Regions from separate parts of the Rattus norvegicus genome. Here region 2 is linked to region 1. The links are chromatin contacts, called in public Hi-C maps. All regions are on one chromosome and are shown on one strand. The core of a region is the stretch at or near the end of the contact, and the rest is flanking DNA. Distances in the headings are between cores, read along the strand shown. Region 1 overlaps Ust (uronyl-2-sulfotransferase). Region 2 holds the start of Ust (uronyl-2-sulfotransferase).

Region 1 (5,137 bases), core at 1-2,500:
GTTCTGTGGGATCCAAAGCACAGCCATGACACACAAAAATCCCCTGATCAACTAAGCCTGGGGAAGTCTAGGAGAAACTGGTGTTTAAAACGTATGTGCATGTATGTATATGTATGTGTATGTAATATATATATATAACATATGTATGCATGTGTGTATGTAGGAATAGACTAATGGATAGATAGATGATACATACATACATACATACATACATACATACATACATAGTAACATGCTTGATGTCTTAGCATGAAGACTAAAACTTAGATCCCTATCCCTCATAAATGGGGCAGGCATGGCAATCTGTCTGTAATCCCAGGCCTCAGGAGGTGAAGACATGTGATTCTCAGAGCAAGATGGTGAACTGGGAAATCTGGGTTTAGGGAGAATCTGTTCTTCAGAAAATAAAGTGAAGAATGATGAGGAAGATGGCCAGTGACAAGCTACACACACACACACACACACACACACACACACTCGCACATACATACCACACACACATACACTCATACACAAATACTCACAAAACAGACACACATGGTCACCAGGACATGCATACATGTGAGCACATACATACATGTGAACATGCAAATAGACACACAGTCACAGCACATACATATACATGGACACATACATGTGAACACACTAACACAAACTCACATATATGGTTACCAGCACATGAATGCACATGGGTGCACACAGGTGAACATGCGAACACACACATATATACTCAGTCATCAGTACACACACACACATATACACACACACACACACACACACAAGCCCTCAACACACACACATACATATACACAGTCATCAGCATATACATGGACATGCACATGCACGTACACACTCACAATCACCAGCGTGCACACACACACACAGGTGTGCCCACACACATGGGAACATACAAATACAGACATGCACACACACATACAGTATATATGTCTATGTCTTAAGACTGTCAGTCATTAAAATGTGAATAATCTCTGTGAATCTTCTAGATGAAAACAGGGTACAGAGGAGCCCTCGAATTTCTAAGCCATTCCCTTTTCCCTTCTTCCTGGACAGAGGGAGCATGGAGCCCTAGAGATCACCCTTCCAGGAAATGCTGACATGAGGACCTTGCTGAAGACCTTCCTCAGCCTGGCTGCTGCATCATAGAAAAGCTGCCTGTGCCACTACTCACTCCCCCGCCCCCTCAAAAGAATGTTCTGGATTCCTGGCCAGCATTTCCAGCGGAAGGGCGCCAAGACTCTAGGATTCCAAAAGCACTGCTGGAGATCGACCGTTGCATTATGGGAACAACCTTTGGATCTGGGTGAGCCCAGGTCCAGGTCAAGCCATCATTCGCAGTTGCTCCAGTTATTTTCAGAAGGTGTCAAATTATCTCAGTTTCTCACCCAGAAAACAGGGAGCGACACTTACTCACTGGTGTATTTTTGGCCCCAAATAGTTAAATGACATAATTAGGAGAAACAATTCACACGTAGGCTTCCCATTTGCTTCATACATCTTGGGAAACTCCAGCAGAAAAACCAATAGCAAAGTGATCTGCTCTTGCTAATCTTTTCGATGTCTGAGGTCAGTTTCTGCCACTCTCCAACCAGAATAACAGGTTCCTCTCCCTGTGGGATGCCTGTGGCACTCTGACCTTCACTATACTTAGGGCACAGTGCTGAAGTCACTTTAGGACTAGCAAATGGGCTGTGAAGACTCTTGGCCACCACTCCCTTGCCCTTCGGGGAGTGGGAGAAGCCTCTTCAGTCACACTAGATAGAATCTCCACTTTGCAAAATCATACAAATCACGCCCCCTAACTGAGAGCTATATTTAGATCTGGTGCAGATGAACCAGTGTCATCCTGAGTTTGTATTATATGTAACACAAAGATCCAACACCTGGCCAGCAGTGTTTAGGAGCGCATCTGTGGAGAAGGAATTGTTCAAAGTACAGTTTTAAAGGTGTGCCTATTTCTGTGGAAGCAGATGTAATAGGTCTTTATGGGTATCTGTAACATTTGGTGTCTTCTTGCTTTCTTCCCTGCTGTAAAAATCCCCTAGGCTATAAAGTTTTAACCCTTAACTGTTGAGTGTGCAGATGTGTGTTTGCACATGTATGAACACATGTGTGCATGATGATAGCTACCATTGAGGGGGAAATGAATATGCTCATTTAATCGTGGCCTGGAGAAATGACTTGTGGTTTCAATGAAATGGCACAGAAAAACTCAGCCCTGTAAATGGACATAGTTTTGAAGTTCACTCGTAAGTCAGTACTTTGGAACATGGAACATGTTTTCTCATGGAAAAAAAAAAAGGTTTATAGATCCCTGGCCTAGCACACGAGAGATTGTTTAACTCCTACAGTACCTGAAGCAAAGTTGTTATTATTGTTGTTGTTGTTATTATTAATTTTGGGAAAACAATTTTCCATGGGAATGATTTTCAGAGTTCTATTGCTTAAGGGAGAGAGCCACTGACCATAAAATTTTAACTAGTCTCCTAAATCACACCGCCTTTCCCTTTTAATAAATCACCCAGAAGAGCAGCTATTAATACCGTAAATTATTTCCTGAATACGTTAAGTTAAAATAATATTTCGTTCTCTGCTGTCATATGTACTTTCAAACTTTAGTAAAAGGGATCCCATGGAACAAAGGCAAGTCTCTCAGAACATCCATGGAGATAGACTAGGTCTGGTTTCTTGTCCTGTTTCTTGGCTACTCTCCCGTGTCCAGGAGCCAGGTCAGCTGGCTCAGAGACGCTGTGAGCACGGTCCTCTTTTATTTTCATGGCAGACTTGTGTATCCGCTTTTTCCTCCCAAGTCTTTTGCTTTAGTCTTTTCTTTTACTTGTCTTATAATTTAAGAGGAATCCGCAGTAAGTAATGAAATATAGGCTAGGCCACAGTGACCACAGGAATCAGAACCACATAACACCTGGAATATGCTAGAAGTTGTATAAATATATCACAGAGTCATGGTGCTACAAAAAACCTAAAAAGATTGTCTTGCCTGTTCCCTGGCTTCCAGACAAGCCAACCATTCCTAACAGATGAGAGCTTCCCCTTCAGAGGAGGTTCCCCTTCAGGGTGCTGTTGTCTTTAATCTTTTCTAGTAACCACCTATTTCAGTCAGATAATTGGATTAGCTTTTTATTTAAATTAGTTTATTTATGATTATACCTATTTAAATCAGGGAACGAAGTAGGGTTATCTACTCAAAACTCCCACAGTGTGTTCTGCATTAGAATTCCGTGTTCTTTCCCTTGGGATGTTCCTGAACATTCTAGTGTCTGATCCTTCGGGCCTTTCTTCTGTTTCCTCTGGGCTGTTTGCACACCTTCAACAGGGGCCACCTGAATCTAGAAACTGTCTTACAAGGTATCTAGGAATAATGCATGAAATACACACACAGCAGCATTTAGGGGTAATCTGATAAGCAGGCCCTGAGGCTTGCATACAAAGGAAGGTAAAATTTAATAACCGTAATAGCATCCTAAGAACATAGACTATTTATTTACAGTCATTTTCTTGTGGTTAGTAAGAAAAGATCCTAATCAGTCAAAGTAAGGGAATCAAAGGGGTTCTGTTGTTATTATTAAACATCTTACACATGAAACGTGACACACACACACCCCCCCTTTCTGAAGCAGGGTCTCACCATGTAACTTGGGCTGGCCTACAACTCACTATATAGACCAGGCTGGCCTTCAACCCAGACAGATGGGCCTGCCTCTGCTTCCCAAATGCTGGGATTAGAGGCATGGTGGCACCACACCTAGCCTCAAAGCTTTAAATGCCAAACATACTTTTCATTCCTTGTGTTTAGTGTGTATGAATGCATAGGTGTTTATAGTGTGTGCATGTGTATGAACATGCTCATAGAGGTCAGGGGATTTGACGGTTTCATAGTCTCTCTTCACCTTATTATTTGAAAAAGCTTATGCATACAATGTGTGTACTATTTGTGTGTGTGAGTATGTGTGTGCATGTGTGTAGGCACAGTTGTGTGTGTGTGAATACAGGTGTGTGTGTGTGTGTGTGTGTGTGTGTGTGTGTGCGCGCACGCGCACACGAGTGCACGTGCCACAGCATATGTACAGAGGTCAGAGAGCAACTAGGGAGGTCAGAGGCAACCACGGGAGTTGGTCCTCACTTTCTACTTTCCTTTGAGGTAGGGTCTCTGCCAGTTTTTGCTGGTTTGTTTTTTCGTCTCTGGAGTGCTTGTACTATGCCTTTACTTAGCTAGGGTTTTACTGCTGTGAACAGACATCATGGCCAAGGCAACTCTTATAAAGGACAACACTTAATTGGGGCTGGCTTACGGGTTCAGAGATTCAGTCCATTGTCATCAAAGCGGGAGCATGGCAGCAACCAGGCAGATATGGTGAAAGAGGGGCTGAGAGTTCTACATCTTTTATCTTAAGGTTGCTAGAAGACTGGCTTCTAAGCAGCAAGGGCAAAGCCCATGGCCACAGTGACACACCTCATGCAATAAAGCCACACCTCCTAATAGTGCCGTCCCCTGGGCCAAGCATGTACAAACTATCACATTGGTTCTCAGTATCACTCCTCACAAGGAAGCTAGCACTTTTGCACACCGAACCATCTCCCCACCTCACCCCCACCTTCATTCTTGAACCTGGAGTTCCCTAAGTTGGCAACATGGGAAGCCCAGACAGATCCAGAGATCCAGCTACCTCAGAAAACCCAATGCAGAGGTCACAGACTTTTAGGGCATTTCATGTTTCATTGGCGATCTAAAACTAGAGAGTAAAAACAGGAAGTGGGACCAGGCTATGAAAATTCAAAGCCCACTCCTGGAAACATACTTCCTCCGTCCAGGAAGACTCCAAGTCCTACAGTGCCATTAGCCAAGGACCAAACAGTCAAACACGGGAGAGTATGGGGGACCGTTCACATTCAAACCACAACAACCTGGTGTCAAAAAAGAAAAAGGGCTCTGTCACTTCAGAAACTTGTATTATCCAATGGGGGGCACTTACTAGCAAGTCAAAATCACAATATTGAAATCTCAGCACGCACCTGCTCTTCAGACATTATCTTCCCCTTGGAGGCACACAGAATCATGTAGACGGAAGCATTCTGTCTAGATTTGGGGCATTCATATTGC
Region 2 (5,535 bases), core at 2,149-4,648, 180 kb after region 1:
TACTTCTGGTTCCCGGAACACTTGATGAGCCTCCCCCTACAACCAACTGAAACGGTGAACTGAAGATCAAGTCCAGCTCCCCCCAGCGGCTTGTGTCGAATACTTTGTTGCAGTGATAAGAAACATGAGTGAGTAAATAAATAAGAAGGTAAAGTCTGAACAGACCAGTTGCTTCAAGTGTTCCCTTCTCTGCAGGCCTCACAGGGAATTCAGAGTTAAAGAATCAAGAAAGGGAAAGCGAAATTGTACGTACAGACCTGAAGATCATTGAGCCAATCAGCTGGTGAGAATCCCCAGCTCCTGTCCTCATATTTGTATTTTCTCTCTTGAGCCGCCCAGGATGCCTTTCACTGGGCACTGGAATCAGACGGCTATGGACGTAGCACCTGCTTTACTCTCTACCCACCCATCTCAAGCAGCTTCACTGCCAAGTCTTATTTTGGCTCACAATTTTGGAGTTACTGATCCATGACTGACTGATGCCCATTGCGTTGGGCCTGTGGTGACCTAGTATATCATGCAGGGAGCGTACAATGAAGGAGACTTTTCCACATCCTGCTCGGACACCGAAAGAGGAAGAGACAACCCTCTTGGAGGGCACACCACTCCCCAGTGACCTGGCCTAAAACATTCCCATTAGGTTCCGACTCTTAACGTCTCCACTAGCTTTCAATAGCACGTTAACCTGAGCAATGGCGGCCAAGTAACTCTCAAACAGGAAATGTAATGATGACCCAAATATCCAAAAGTATCTTCTGCAAAGAACGTGTTTAATATATTATCTTGATCTAGAAATACTGAACATTTTTACATTTGAGAAAAAAAATAGGATTTTTAACTCACAATCTATCCTGTGTGGTTATGCTCTAAAATACAAAATGTAGAGAAGAATGGTTGGCCAGCAAGTCTAAAAATAGCTTGCTTGGGCTGATATAGTTAAGAACATACTTTATTAGGTCTCACCTAATAAAGCAGAGAATGAACAGGTGACTACCATACACACCAAACTTTCCTGATGCTACCTTTCAAACGCCCTGGCTCCTCACCCAGGCCTGGGTTTCCTTTTTCACACAAAGGGTAACAGAACCGCAAAACTGTAAGAGCTGGGTTCAGGTTTGAGGGGAAAAGGTTCAAACCCTAATTACACAGAGAAGAGCCAAAGCTGTTAAGTTTGAGCAACCGTGCTCAAAGCAAAGCACTCCTGGGAAAACATGGGGCCTTCCAGCCCCATACAACATAGGAGGAAGCTCTGCACCCTGGACCGCCACACTTAACTTAAAAGAGCTTTTGGTGGTGGGTGGTGCACAACAGATTCTATGGAAGAGTAGCCCTGAGCTTCAGTGCTGACCAACAGGAGTGGACACTAGTTCCTGATAGTGAAGATGAAATGACCAAGAGCAAGAGCGGGCGTCTGAAAGCAGGAAGGAAGGTTCAAGGTTCCAAAACGTAGAACAGAGAATGAAGAGGTTACTCTCACCAATAAAAAGGGCTATTAACCTAAAACCATAAAGCCGGATGCTGAGAATTACGCTTCAGAAATCTGACAAAGGCAATATTTTCTCTTTAATCTTCCACAGAGGTTCCTGTGAAATCACAGTGCCCCCAATGTTTTACCTGAAATGAAATTTTAACTTTAAAAAAAAAAAAAATCCCAGCTTCTGTCCGAGGAAGCAATACGATTTTATCAGCTTACACCACTCCCAAACACTTTATTGGTGTGGTTTTTTGTGGCTTTCTTGGTTCTTTTCCTTCCAAACAGGCCTGCTGTTACTAGATGTGTGGCTTCTGTGAGGAAAGGGACCTTTGAGGTAACTGTGAGTCGCCAGTTTGGCCCATTCTTGTCCCAGCACTTTGATGAACCTGAACTGACTCTGGGCCTGCAGATGGCCACTGTAGCTTCTTCCACTCAGATTTACCACCTCAGAGACAACCTCTGCACGACCTCTTCTGGCCACAGAAGTCAAGGTATTTACATCCTCCCTTAGCCAAGGCTTATGAGCCAGCATCATCCCAGGGACCTGGGCGAGTGCAGGCCAAACCTTGGCACTCAGAATCATGGATGAGAGAGGAGGGAGGTAACACCTCACTGAAATCTGTTTTCTTGGGTTCCGACCTCTTCCTTATTCAGCCACGAACCAAGAAGAAAAAAAGTTGACCTGAGACACATACATGGTGGAAGTTCGACAGGTCACAGAAGGCGACACAGCTGACTGGCACCTAAAGACAGCACCAATTTCTCCTGCACTCTCGCTGCAGTCCGCGGGGTGCGCAGGTGCTGCCAAGGAACAAACCAACCTAAGGATGGAATCACCTGGGCCAACTCACAAAAGGGGAACCCACCGGATAGAATAGCTAAAAGTGACTGGGAAACGGGGCTAAACCAACCCACACAACTCAGAAAGCCAGACGGGACAGGATCGTAAGTCTTTAACCACATCACAGAGACTGTCCACGCACCGCCAGGCCAGAGTACACACAAACACTCATAAACATGCTCCTGTCTACTCTGCCCCAGTTGGAGTGGCGATATGGGGACGGGTACGAGACCTCAGGACTTGGGACACCTGCCCGGCGCCCCGCGGCGCCTGCGGACTGCCTGGAGTGCAGTAGGGAGCAGGCGCTCCCAGCTGCCGCACGCAGGGATGGACGCTGGTTGGCATCCCACCTGGGGAGTCTCAGGGACCGTGGTGGCCGTGACAGCTTTAGAGATTTCCCCACTTATCATCCTTTCCCCGGGTGCCCAACTTTGCGGGGTCCGGCGCAGTCCTTTCTTACCCAAATACTGCCGCAGGTCGAGTAGAAAACGAGGGGGTCCCCCGCTGAGCTGGTAGAAAAGGGAGCCCAGGCAGAAGACCAGCAGCGTAGCCATGCAGAAACCGTAGTCCCGGAGGGAGAAGCGCAGGAAAGGCAGCAGCGGGATCCGGCGCTTGCAGCTGCCCAGGCACGGAGGGGCGCCCCCCACAGGGGCCCCATGGGGCCAGGGATCCGCGCCGCCGCCGGGATGCTGCTGCTGCTTCTTCTTCATCGCCCGCTCCGCCGCCTCGCACAGCCCGCCCGGGCCAGGAAGAGGTCACCCATCCGCCGCCAGCCGGAGCGCCTGGCCGGCCGTCTGCACATGGAGAGGGACGCACTGTGGGCAGCCGAGTGGGGGCGGGGAGGGGCCGAAGTTGCCGGGCTCAGGGTACTCTGCTCATCTTGGTCCCCACCGCTCGCTGCGGCCCCAAAGGGCCCAAGATGTTCCGGGCCCCGCCGTAGAGGGTAGCGATTGCAACCCACGCCCGGTCGCGCGTCCCACTAGCAGCCCCGTGTCCCGTGGCAGCCCTGCGCCCCAAGTCCCGCCGCGCCCCGGGCTCGCTCCCGGCTCGCCTCCAGCGCCAGCGTGGACCCCCCGGGCTTTGTGTGGGTCGCGGGCGGCGTGTTTGGTCCCGGATCAGGCTCGGCTAGCTCAAGGCAGGGAGGATCAGGAGGCGGACACCACCCTCTCGCTCCACCTCCTTGACAGGGGCTTCCCTTCCCTTCCCTCCTCGCCTCTCCTCCTCTCCTCTTTCTCTCCGGCTCAAGGCGGCCGGCTCTCCTCCCTCCCCACACTCCCCTCCCTCTCCACCCCGGGTCTCGACGCTGGACTCGGTGTCACGTTACGGCTTCTGCTGGGGCGGGCAGGGAGGGAGGAGGGGGCCGAGGATCAGCAACAAGGAAGAAAGTTTCTGGGTGTGTGGTTTGTCGTCTCCCCCACCCCCGCCTCCCCCTCCGTTCTCTACAATCCGGTCTCGGTTCCTGCGCTACCAGCGACCTCTTGGGGCCCCGCTGACTTCGCTCTCATAAACAGTCGCCGAGTTGGAGGATTTGACTACGTTTGTCTTTTCATTTTGAGAACTTGATTCTCTTTCTATATCCCAAGCGACCCATCTACCAAAGGCCGATACAGTGTGCTGGGATATGGGTTCAACACCTAGCCCGGACGATAAAAAGGCAATAGGTAGGTTTTTTAATGAAACACGCCGGTCAGGGCCAGGCGGGTAGCGCCTGCACGCCCCTGGCTGAGAATCAGAGGGCGCTTTTTTCTTGCCCTCCCTGGTCCTACAAGCACTCCACTGGAAACAGGGGTACTAAGCTGACTCCAGGAAGTCCTTATAGCAGATAGAAAAAGTGGATGCTCTGTGCACTCAGGTACCTGTTTCACTATCTCTCTTCCCACCGCTAGGAAGTTTCTAGAACTTAAGCTTCTCAGACACCTATGGAGAACGGAACTGGTGATACTTGACAGTGCTGCTCTATCAGGCACACTTAGTCGTTTTTTGTTTTGTATTTTACTAATCACCAGCTACAGAAGTAATATGGCCAGAGAGTTACATTGTGTTTCCAGTGTCCTAGATTGTTTTTCTGTGACTTTAATAAACACCATTGGCCCAAAATAACATGGAGAAGAAAAGGATTTGTTTGGCTAACCAGTTACAGTCCATTATGGAAGGAAGCCGAGGCAGGAGGAACCTACAAGCAGGAACTGGAGCAGAAACTATGGAGTAATGTGCTTACCCGCGGCTTCCAGGTTCACCTTACTGCTGTCTTTCTTACACATCCCAGGCCCACCTGCTTAGGAATAGTTCAGCCAGCTGTGGGCTGGCCTTCCTACATCAACTAGCAATCACGAAAATGCTCCCCGGGTATGAGCAAAGACCAATCTGTTGGAGACAGTTCCTCAATAAGGTTTTTCTTTTCCAGCTGCGCGTTAAGTCGCCAACAAACATGACATTTAGTGACATAAGAAGGTAGGATGGTGAACAAGACAGATATATTAACCACTGCAAATCTGGCACTGGCCAGATTTCTTCATGGTTTCCCTGCAATTAGCAAAAAAGACCATTTAGCTGGGGCCACGTGATTCTGTTACCTCTCATCTCTGATCCCCAACTCATTCTAAATATTCCAGTAATCAGGAGATGGGGGACAGGTCGGTTAAGAGCCTCGTAACTCCAGGACTGTCTTCCTGAAAACTTTTAAAACCTTGTCCCTCCAGAGATTACTCCACAGAAAATTGAGGAATGGGACGCTGGGAGTAAGAATTCAAACTGAAGGGCAGAACGCAAGCTGGTTAGTTTTAAATGTCACAGTCACAACCTAGAATCGCTGGAAAGAACCTCAATTAAAGAATTGCCTAGTTGGGGATTTAGCTCAGTGGTAGAGCGCTTGCCTAGCAAGCGCAAGGCCCTGGGTTCGGTCCCCAGCTCCGAAAAAATAGAAAAAAAAAAAAAAAAGAATTGCCTAGGGCTGCAGAGATGGCTCAGCGGTTAAGAGCACTGACTGCTTCCAGAGGTCCTGAGTTCAAATCCCAGCAACCACATGGTGGCTCACAACCATCTGTAATGGGATCTGATGCCCTCTTCTGGTGTGCCTGAAGACAGCAACAGTGTACGCATATACATTAAATAAACAAACAAAACAAAAACAATTATTAAAAAAAAAAAGAATTGCCTAGACTGGATTAGTTGTCTGTTATAATGTAGGAGTGTCCAGCCCACTGTGGGGGAACCACACTGT

Evidence for each region. A called contact is a pair of places that touch in the nucleus more often than the background predicts.
Region 2: a contact with region 1 is called in a Hi-C map of the A7r5 cell line, with 5 times the contacts expected there. The contact joins the promoter of Ust here to the enhancer-like site in region 1. A contact is called at or near these places in 10 of 12 Hi-C or Micro-C datasets (the A7r5 cell line, the Rat2 cell line, Schwann cells and 5 more) and 1 of 1 datasets of contacts at active chromatin or transcription factors (oligodendrocytes).

What each region holds. Positions count from the first base shown.
Region 1 is chr1:4,600,896-4,606,032 of GRCr8, forward strand. All of the region lies in intron 3 of Ust (uronyl-2-sulfotransferase), which reads right to left. Among named protein-coding and RNA genes, the nearest start is that of Ust, 180 kb to the right of the region's middle. Within about 2 kb of position 1,251, at least 7 of the 93 cell types and tissues checked have an H3K27ac peak or open chromatin away from gene starts, as enhancers often do. A contact at or near this core is called in the A7r5 cell line, where this site is marked.
Region 2 is chr1:4,778,958-4,784,492 of GRCr8, forward strand. It overlaps Ust (uronyl-2-sulfotransferase), which reads right to left and starts at 3,399. Exons shown (of 8, transcript NM_001108458.1): 1 at 2,776-3,399. The coding sequence starts at 3,025.